Regions from separate parts of the Sus scrofa genome. Here region 1 is linked to region 2. Evidence: chromatin contacts called from public Hi-C data. All regions are on one chromosome and are shown on one strand. Each heading gives the region's core, a stretch centred on a gene start, on an enhancer-like site or on the middle of the called end of the contact. The rest is flanking DNA. Distances are from core to core; before and after follow the strand shown. Region 1 overlaps PLD1 (phospholipase D1). Region 2 has its middle 37 kb from the start of EIF5A2.

Region 1 (4,341 bases), core at 1,592-4,091, 640 kb after region 2:
CAATGGTGTACTCAAACCATGGATCCTCAGATTCTGCAGAGGTGCTTCTAGGATTGCCTTGAGTTCAGATGACTCAAGTAAGAGGGCATGTAAGCCCCCAATCCCAATTTGTCCAAGACCCTGAACCCTTATTGCTTTACACACTGGGGGTTCTTGGGTCTCATTTGACCTTCCCCCAGAAAAGAGTCTGATTAGAAAGGTGGGAAACTACAGGCAGTTCTGGAAAACAGGGGATATGAAAAGAAAATACTCAAGTACTAGTCCTTGCTTTGACTCAGAGTGTGATCTTTGAATAAGGCTCTCTTGTGTCTCATGTCACAGTTTGTCACTGGGAGCTGGGTTCATGCCAGACCTGTCCACCTACCTCCTCTCTTCCCAGGTAAGTGGCCCAAAGAGATTGTCAGGGCTGCCTTTCCATCACTTTCTACACCACCTCTCTATACTCCAGCGCCCCCCCTCCCCAAGTTAGTACCTCTCAAGCTCCTTCATAATCCTCTGATGGCCAAGTCTGAAGCCTCATGTACCTTTTTGAGCAAATATGGAAACTCTACTTTTCAAAATATTAAGAATAGGATTTAGAACTTTTCCCCAAATTTTAACAAAGAGGTGGTAGTGAAAACAATTAAAATTCCAGAAGACAGAAAAGAACCTTTATCCTTCACTTACTAGCAGAGACCATTACTGCCAAACTTGTTGAAGGATTGCAGCCTAAAATAATCATAAACCAACATGCACAAATTGTGCCATTTTAAGCATTTAATTTTTTTCTTTCATCTACTTACTGCAAAGAATATGAAACTCAATAGCTATTTGGTGGCTTAAAGATAATTTTTAAATTATCTTTAAAAATTAATTGTTTATAAAGGATTTCATATCTATATCTACATAATTAAAAGTTCTTATTCCCATTTATAATATATAAATATAAAGAACTAAAATATTAGTCTTTTTATATTCATATATATTGTGTGTGTACATATATATATATCTTATAGACAAGCTCTCTTTTCTCTCTCTCTATATATGTATATATATGATAATCAATGAGTATAAAAAAGAGGATAATATTTTAATTCTTTTATACTTGCCATGTGTTCTAAGCCTACATTTATGTATTTGGGCTTTATTTGAATTTTATCAACTTGTAAACAGGCCAAAATTCAAAAGCAAAATAAAGAAAAGTATCCATTTGTTCAACGCTCCACTGAATAGATGTGGAGAAACATTTCCATTCCTTTCACCAGCTTACATGCGTGACTGATTGAAAGCTGAAAAAAAGACGATATTAGAACTTTGGCACCTGTAGTTGAAGTGCATTATTGCCTGCAGAGCATTTCCTCCGCCGGTTGAAATGTCTCCTTCAAAACCTGGCAGCAGTGGTATCACAACATACACCCGGTACCTCTGGCTTTCCCTGCAAAAGTCAGGGGCAGAAAGTTTTACAATTAAAAAGAAAAAGAAAAAAAAAAGACAAAGTAACAGTTAAAAATGACAGCCAAGGAGTTCCTACTATGGTTCAGCAGTAACACCCTTGGCCTCACTCAGTGGGTTGGGACCCGGTGTTGCCATGAGCTGCAGAGTAGGTTGCAGACACAGCTGGATCCAGCATTGCTAGGGCTGTGGTGTAGGCCAGAAGCTGCAGCTCTGATTTGACTCCTAGTTTGGGGACTTCCGTATGACGCAGCTACAGTACTCAAAACAAAAACAAAAACAAAAACAAAAGATAGCCAAGCAGTTCACATGGATTTAAAGACTGAGCAAATGGCTTCCTACAATACATTCTATCAATCCCCAGGCTCTGCGGGGGAAGGAGGTGCTGTTGCATTGGAGACCAGAAGCTATTATCCAGGCTAACTGTTCATAGCAACCTGAAAAATAAGCTGAACTTGGCAGTAAAGTGAGGACTGTATCCACTACCTCCCACAGCATAATCCTTTCTAGGACAAAATCAATTGCAACAAAGCCTTGTTTGGATCCCTTGGAAGGGTGAGGGGTTAAAATTTAGTTCTGAAAAAGACATTGACCTAAGAGTTTTATGTATAAGTACCTAACTCAGAATCCAGCAAATAGTAGGCATTCAGCTGTTAATTACTGAGTAAATGAGATCCCACAGCGTAGATCTCAGGGGCTAAAAGACATACTGGACTCAGTATGATTTCCAATGCAGATGTTCATCATTGTTTGGAAACTCTGATTCATCTCTGAAAACTCTGCTTCAGATGCAAAATTTTACCCCAGGCCCTTCATGCATTCTGAGTCACTGATGCCGAGTTTTAAATCTCCTACATATACAACACAATATTTCTTGGCCCACTCTCCCTACTGATGATTAACAACAATCTTTGAAAGGAAAAGCCTTTGAACCGCCTTTGCTTCCCAGTGATGTAACAAACGGGAGAAATGCGGCTCCTTCCTTTGATCTGTATTCAGAAAGTCAGAAATTTGGAAAATTATGTTCAAATAGATACCACCTCTTTGGAGGCTAGACTGTCAAGGTCCTTATCTCTAAAAGACACACAGGAAGAAGAGAGAGAAAGTCTGGAGATGACTGTGGTGTTCATGGAATCTTGCCCTTTTATCTGAGAAGTTTATATTCACACAAAGTTGCTGCTACAGGTTAATTTTCAAGTGGGAACCAACCTAAACTTTTCATAATACTTAATTTCTAAAGTTCATTTTCTTCTAAGCAACTACATTTTTCTTTCAGAAAAAAATATTATTACTACCCTAAAAGCGATCAGATTTGAGGTCTCTGATGCCAACGTACCGTATTAGGGTCCAGGGAAAGTGCAGTTCCAAGCAGAAGCAATGGCCAATAGAACAGAGTCTGGAGGCCTGTGAGCTTGACTTCCATGCTTAGGAATTTGGACTAGGGTGTTGTAATGGCATGGATTAATCACTAGATGGCAAACACAGTTTGAGTTGGAAAAAAATTTTTTAAATTTTTAAATGTGAACTGTTAAAGTCCTCTGTCAGATAAGAGTAAGAGGCACACATTCCTGGATGGTAAACAAGACAGTGAGAAGAAGAACAGAAAGAACACCTAAGCTATTTCCCCACAGCCAGTATTTAGAAGTCCAAATGAATCTCACACTTAAAAATTGTCACCATCTGTCTCCTGCTGCCTTGACAGATTCACCTTCAGTCCGGTCCTCCCAGGCCCACACTCCAGTGACAGACAGGAACCACCATCCTGTGTTCAGAGTGCATCCTACTAAGGCAGGCTAGCAATAGCGCATCTGCCCCCTTAGCCCGGAGTGCGCTTCTCCGCATCGTAGGAGCCCTCTCCTTGGAGGGCTGATAAATGGCTCCTTCCTCGCTCAGGCCAACCTGGATGTGCCGGTCAAAACTGGTTTGCTTCTGCCTCCGCACTCCCCTAGCATGTGGCTAGGATGGCTATGCAGCATCCCTTCTGCTTCACACAATAGCAATAGGCACATCTGCTGGCTAGACCACATGATAAGCCCTCTTGAAGCATAGGATATCCATGCTCATATCTTTCTGTTTGGGGCAGTGCCCAACAAAGGAGCTCTGCAAACTCTCTGTACCTGGTACTATCTGCTTTGGGAGAATGAGGTCAGATGGAAAGAATGTCTCTTTCTGGGAAGCCTCTGATAGACAAGAGGTTAAACAGGATGTTTTCCTTCAAATTAGGTTACATTTTATTTGATTTTTTTTTATTGTGGTGAAATACATATGTAACACAAAATTTGCCATTTTAACCATTTAAGTGTACCATGCAGTGTTATTAATTACCCTCACATGTTATGCAACCATTGTGATCTCTATTTCCAAAACTTTCAAGAGTCCAAACAGAAACTGTGATAACTAAGCTCTAAGTTCCCACTTCCCCTCCTTGCAACCTCTGGTAACTTCTAATCCACTTTCTGTCGCTAGGAATTTGCCTGGTCTAGATATTTCATCTAAGTGGAATCAAACAATATTGTCTTTTTGTGTCTGACTTATTTAACTTAATATCCTCAAGATTCATCCATGGTGTAGTGCGTGTCTGAATTTCCTTCCTTCTTATAGCTGAATAATATTACATTGTATGTACAGACCACATTTGGTTTATGTAGTCATCTGTGGGCAAGCACTTGCACTGTTTCTACCTTTTGGCTATTGTGAGTAATGCTGCAGTGAACGGGGCTCTCTGCTTTCTATTATTTTGAGTATATATGCTGGAATGGCACTGCTGGGTCATACAGTTATTCTATGTTTAGCTTTTTGAGGAACCACTAAACAAAATACATTTTCTGTCTTTTTGCTATTTCTTGGGCCGCTCCCGCGGCATATGGAGGTTCCCAGGCTAGGGGTCCAATCGGAGCTGTAGCCACCAGC
Region 2 (4,330 bases), core at 159-2,658:
ACTCCTTTCTTTTTGAGTTTTAAAAAGTATGTATTGGAGTTCCCATCGTGATGCAGTGGTTAACGAATCTGACTAGGAACCATGAGGTTGCAGGTTCTATCCCTGGGCTTGCTCAGTGGTTAAGGATCAGGCGTTGCCGTGAGCTGTGGTTTAGGTCACAGACACAGCTCGGATCCTGAATTGCTGTGGCTGTGGCTGTGGCCGGCAGCTACAGCTCTGATTAGACCCCTTGCCTGGGAACCTCCATATGCCATGGAAGCAGCCCTAGAAAAGGCAAAAAGACAAAAAAAAACCCAAACAAACAAAAAAACAAAATAAAAGGTATTTATTAAACAACTAGTATATGAAAATTATTATCTATATACTAAAAGAAAGAGATACCATACCTAACTTCAAAGAGCCTACATTAAGTTGGTTTGAATGTACACACATATGTACTCAGAATGATTTACAGGGCAATTTAACAACAGTTGCATATTGTAGCACCAGCTAACTCAAAGCACTAAGGTGAAGTGAATAGAAGCTTAAGAGGAGTGAAGAAGCATTTGAAGAAGTCTTTCAGAGATGAGTTGGATCAGAAAAGTTTTGAAATACATAGATTAGCAAAAGAAAAGAAAAAAGATTTTCTAGATAGGGAACATAAATGGTGAGGGACTATGTTAGAGTAGAAGTTTAAAAAGTAGATAAGAACCATAGCCAAAAGAAAGGAAAGAATAAGTCAGTGTCTTGGAAATGACTTTATGTAAATAGTGAAATGGAGGGAGTGGAATAGAATAAGGAATTATCTCTGTCCTTGAGAAGCACTCATTGTGATGGGATGAATAACTAAGAAATGAGGTAGATTTTTAAATAGTTTTAAAAAGGCAGAAAGAAGGAAAGATTTAAAAGTACAACTTCAAGAGGAAGTTTATTTTCAAATGGTTTAACATATACACACATAGAAAGAGCTAAAGTCAGTGTAGCAAGACATCAACAACTGTAAATAAAAACAATGGTTAGGGATGTTTATTTTAGTATTTTTTTCAACATTTATGTATGTCGAAAATATGTATGAAATTTTTTTATAAGAAAAATTGAAAGAAAAGACAATTCAGGATGGTTTAGAGGCTAATCTGAATTATTGTCACCAGGTGGTGCTGGTGCTTTTCAAACAAAGCTAAATAAACAGGAACTGTCCGTTGACAATTAATTGGATATTTATTTAGGAAAGTTTTGTATGAGAGGGGTCTCAGACTATAAATCCAGCTTTTAAAGTTTGTCAATATTCACTCTTGCTTGCATTATTATGCTCTATATAAATCAAAGAGTCTCAGATACAAATTTTCTTTGTCTGCCTATCTTCTGTCCATTTCCTTTCCAGGCCCTTATTTACTTCTCACAAGACCTTCTGCAGTGATTCAATACACCCAGAGGCCGCTTTGATCCACACTGCTGACACAGTGACCTTCCTGCAGCATTTCTGTCCCTTTCATCAGCTCCCTATTTTCTTCCGCATAATTTTCCTTACTCAGCAAAGTGTTAAAGTTTGATACCAGCCTGCTTTCCCAGTGTATCTCTCATTATTGCCCTGCATTAACTCTACTCATGAGATAGCTTGATTGCTGTCCTTTTTTAAAAAAGTGGATTTTAGGAGTTCCCATCGGGCTCAGTGGTTAACAAATCTGACTAGGAACCATGAGGTTTCGGGTTTGATTCCTGTCCTTGCTCAGCTGGTTAAGGATCTGGCTTTGACGTGAGCTGTGGTGTAGGTCGCAGACGGGGCTCAGATCCTGAGTTGCTGTGGCTGTGGTGTAGGCCTGTGTCTACAGTTCTGATTAGACCCCTAGCCTGGGAACCTCCATATACCGTGGAAGCGGCCCTAGAAATGGCAAAAAGACCAAAAAAAAAAAAGTGGATTTTATACGCTTTGTTGCCCTTGAGTGTTTCTCTTTATTTCTGTCTCCATATCCAAATGCCCTTCTGTCCAGCACTAGACAGTCTGACCTTACTTTCATCAAAGCACAGGTTAAATGTCATTTTCTTTATGTAGTCTCCCTAAGCACCTTATTCAGAAATTTTTGTACAGTACTTTGTAATTTTCTTATTGACTTGACATTTTGTATAATGTAATAATTATGTGTGAACACTAAATTATAAAAACTTTCAAGAGTTTTTATCTTTATAGTTTACACACTGTGTTTACTACTATGTGGCATTCACTAAAGGTCAGTGGAATTCAATTTCAGGATTAATTCAAAGCTAGTTGTGGTTGTGATGAAAGTGCTGACTAGTCACTACCAATTGCCAATCTTACTCTGGCTTTTCATTTCACAAATACGCAATGAGGGACCACTGTAGTAAGAAACCAACCTGGATGAAAGGTGTTCATGGCTTATCAACCCGCACTAACAAAAAAATTAACCAGTTTGAAGTAAAATTCAATTTAATACTATATGTGAAAACTCAAACCTTTGCATGCCATTTGATCCCTCTATTCCACTCCTAGGTAAGAATATGATAAGAATTCTCAAAGATTTATTTGGAAAATATTTGAAAGTCATGCTTTTAAGCGATAAAAACTGGAAGTAGCCTAACTACCCAAAAATACGGGCTTGGTTAAACAAATTCATACAATGAATTACTATGGAGCCATTAATAATATTTAGTGAGCTGAGAATTATCTAAATATTTAGGGAATAACATTTAGTGACATAGAGGTCCCTGAAGTATTAAGTGGAAAAAAAAAATGACAGAATAGTGTTGACATCATAATACCTTCTAATGGAAAGAAAAAACATAAACACATAGAAAAAAGGAAAAAGACTGAACATGATGGCAGAGATATTTCTGGGTTTGGAGATTATTTTCAATTTTCTCTTGTCTTTTTTTTTTTTAAACAATGAGCAGCTACACTGAGAAAACAACAGAATTTATTTTTAGAAAGTAATTGTACCTGAAAAGTTCTATTGTATACGTAAGATTCAGTAAAACAGGAAGGAATTTCAGTCTCTAATGCAGGTCCTTGGGCTTCACATAAAACCAGGGGACTGGAGTTCTCATCAGTGCAGCTGAAATGAATCCAACTAGGAACCATGAAGTTGCGAGTTCAATCCCTGGTCTTGCTCAGTGGGTTGAGGATCTGGCATTGCCAATCTGGCGTTGCTGTGGCTGTGGTGTAGGCCAGCAACTGTAGCTCTGATTGGACCTCTGTGCTGGGAACCTCCATATGCCGCGGGTGCAACCCTAAAAAGCAAAAAAAAAAAAAAAAAAAAAAAAAAAGAACCGGGGACTGGAAGGGCCAAATGATGACACAGTGAGTGGAGGACAGTATTAGAGGCTGAGAAGGTGAGGAAACCAGGCAGAACAAAAAAGAGAGTTAAGAAGTGCAGTTACCATGTGTAAGACTAGAGAGAGGAGTACAAGTAGGAGAACCAGAGAAATCAAGCAGATACCAAGATTGTAACGTAGGGGGAAGATAACTACACTTAGAAACATGGGAACAATATTTAGTGTTATTGTTTACTGAGTAGGTGGTCTTGAGTAAATCATTTATATTTTCAAGGGTCAGAAAATACTCTTGAAGGTATTTTTATTCCCATTTCACAAGTAAGTAAATTAGCATTCAGAAAGTATAAATAAAGGGTCTTTCGTGGCTCAGCAGGTTAAGGATCTGGTGGTGTCACTTCAGCAGCTTGGGCCACTGCTGTTCCTCAGGTTTGATCCCTGGCCAGGGAACTTCCATACATGCTGTGGGAGCAGCCAAAAAAAAAAAAAAAAAAGGATAAACAAGGTCATATATATAAGGTAAGGTTTCTCAACATTAGCACTATTGGCATTTTGGACCAATACTTCTTTGATGTGGAGAATCGCCTCATATGAACAGGTACATTGGTGTGGGGTAAGTGATGATGTCAATTTTAATAAAGAAAGGAGAGTTTCCCAGCGAAAGAAAAACAGATGGGAGGCATTTTGTTGTTCAAGAAACTAAGACTGGTATACCTTTTTACATAAAATTTCCTTAAATTCTCAGTATATATCTCACCATAGAGTGCTCTCCTCTGGTAGGGAACTCTGGAAAACTTCATATCTTTTTTTTTTTTTTTTTTTTTGTCTTTTGTCTTTTGTCTTTTTTGTGGTTGTTGTTGTTGTTGTTGTTGTTGCTATTTCTTGGGCCGCTCCCGCGGCATATGGAGGTTCCCAGGCTAGGGGTTGAATTGGAGCTGTAGCCACCGGCCTACGCCAGAGCCACAGCAACGCGGGATCTGAGCCGCGTCTGCAACCCACACCACAGCTCAGGGCAACGCCGGATCGTTAACCCACTGAGCAAGGGCAGGGACCGAACCCGCAACCT

What was found. Hi-C and Micro-C count contacts between places; a contact is called where the count stands out from the background.
Region 1: a Hi-C map of embryonic fibroblasts shows a contact between it and region 2, with 5 times the contacts expected there. The contact joins two enhancer-like sites. A contact is called at or near these places in 2 of 47 Hi-C or Micro-C datasets (embryonic fibroblasts and fetal heart ventricle).

The regions. Positions count from the first base shown.
Region 1 is chr13:110,199,285-110,203,625 of Sscrofa11.1, forward strand. It overlaps PLD1 (phospholipase D1), which reads right to left. Exons shown (of 27, transcript NM_001244589.1): 22 at 1,301-1,414. Among named protein-coding and RNA genes, the nearest start is that of TNIK, 150 kb to the left of the region's middle. Within about 2 kb of position 2,842, at least 18 of the 83 cell types and tissues checked have an H3K27ac peak or open chromatin away from gene starts, as enhancers often do.
Region 2 is chr13:109,565,368-109,569,697 of Sscrofa11.1, forward strand. No RefSeq gene overlaps it. Among named protein-coding and RNA genes, the nearest start is that of EIF5A2, 37 kb to the left of the region's middle. Within about 2 kb of position 1,409, at least 5 of the 83 cell types and tissues checked have an H3K27ac peak or open chromatin away from gene starts, as enhancers often do.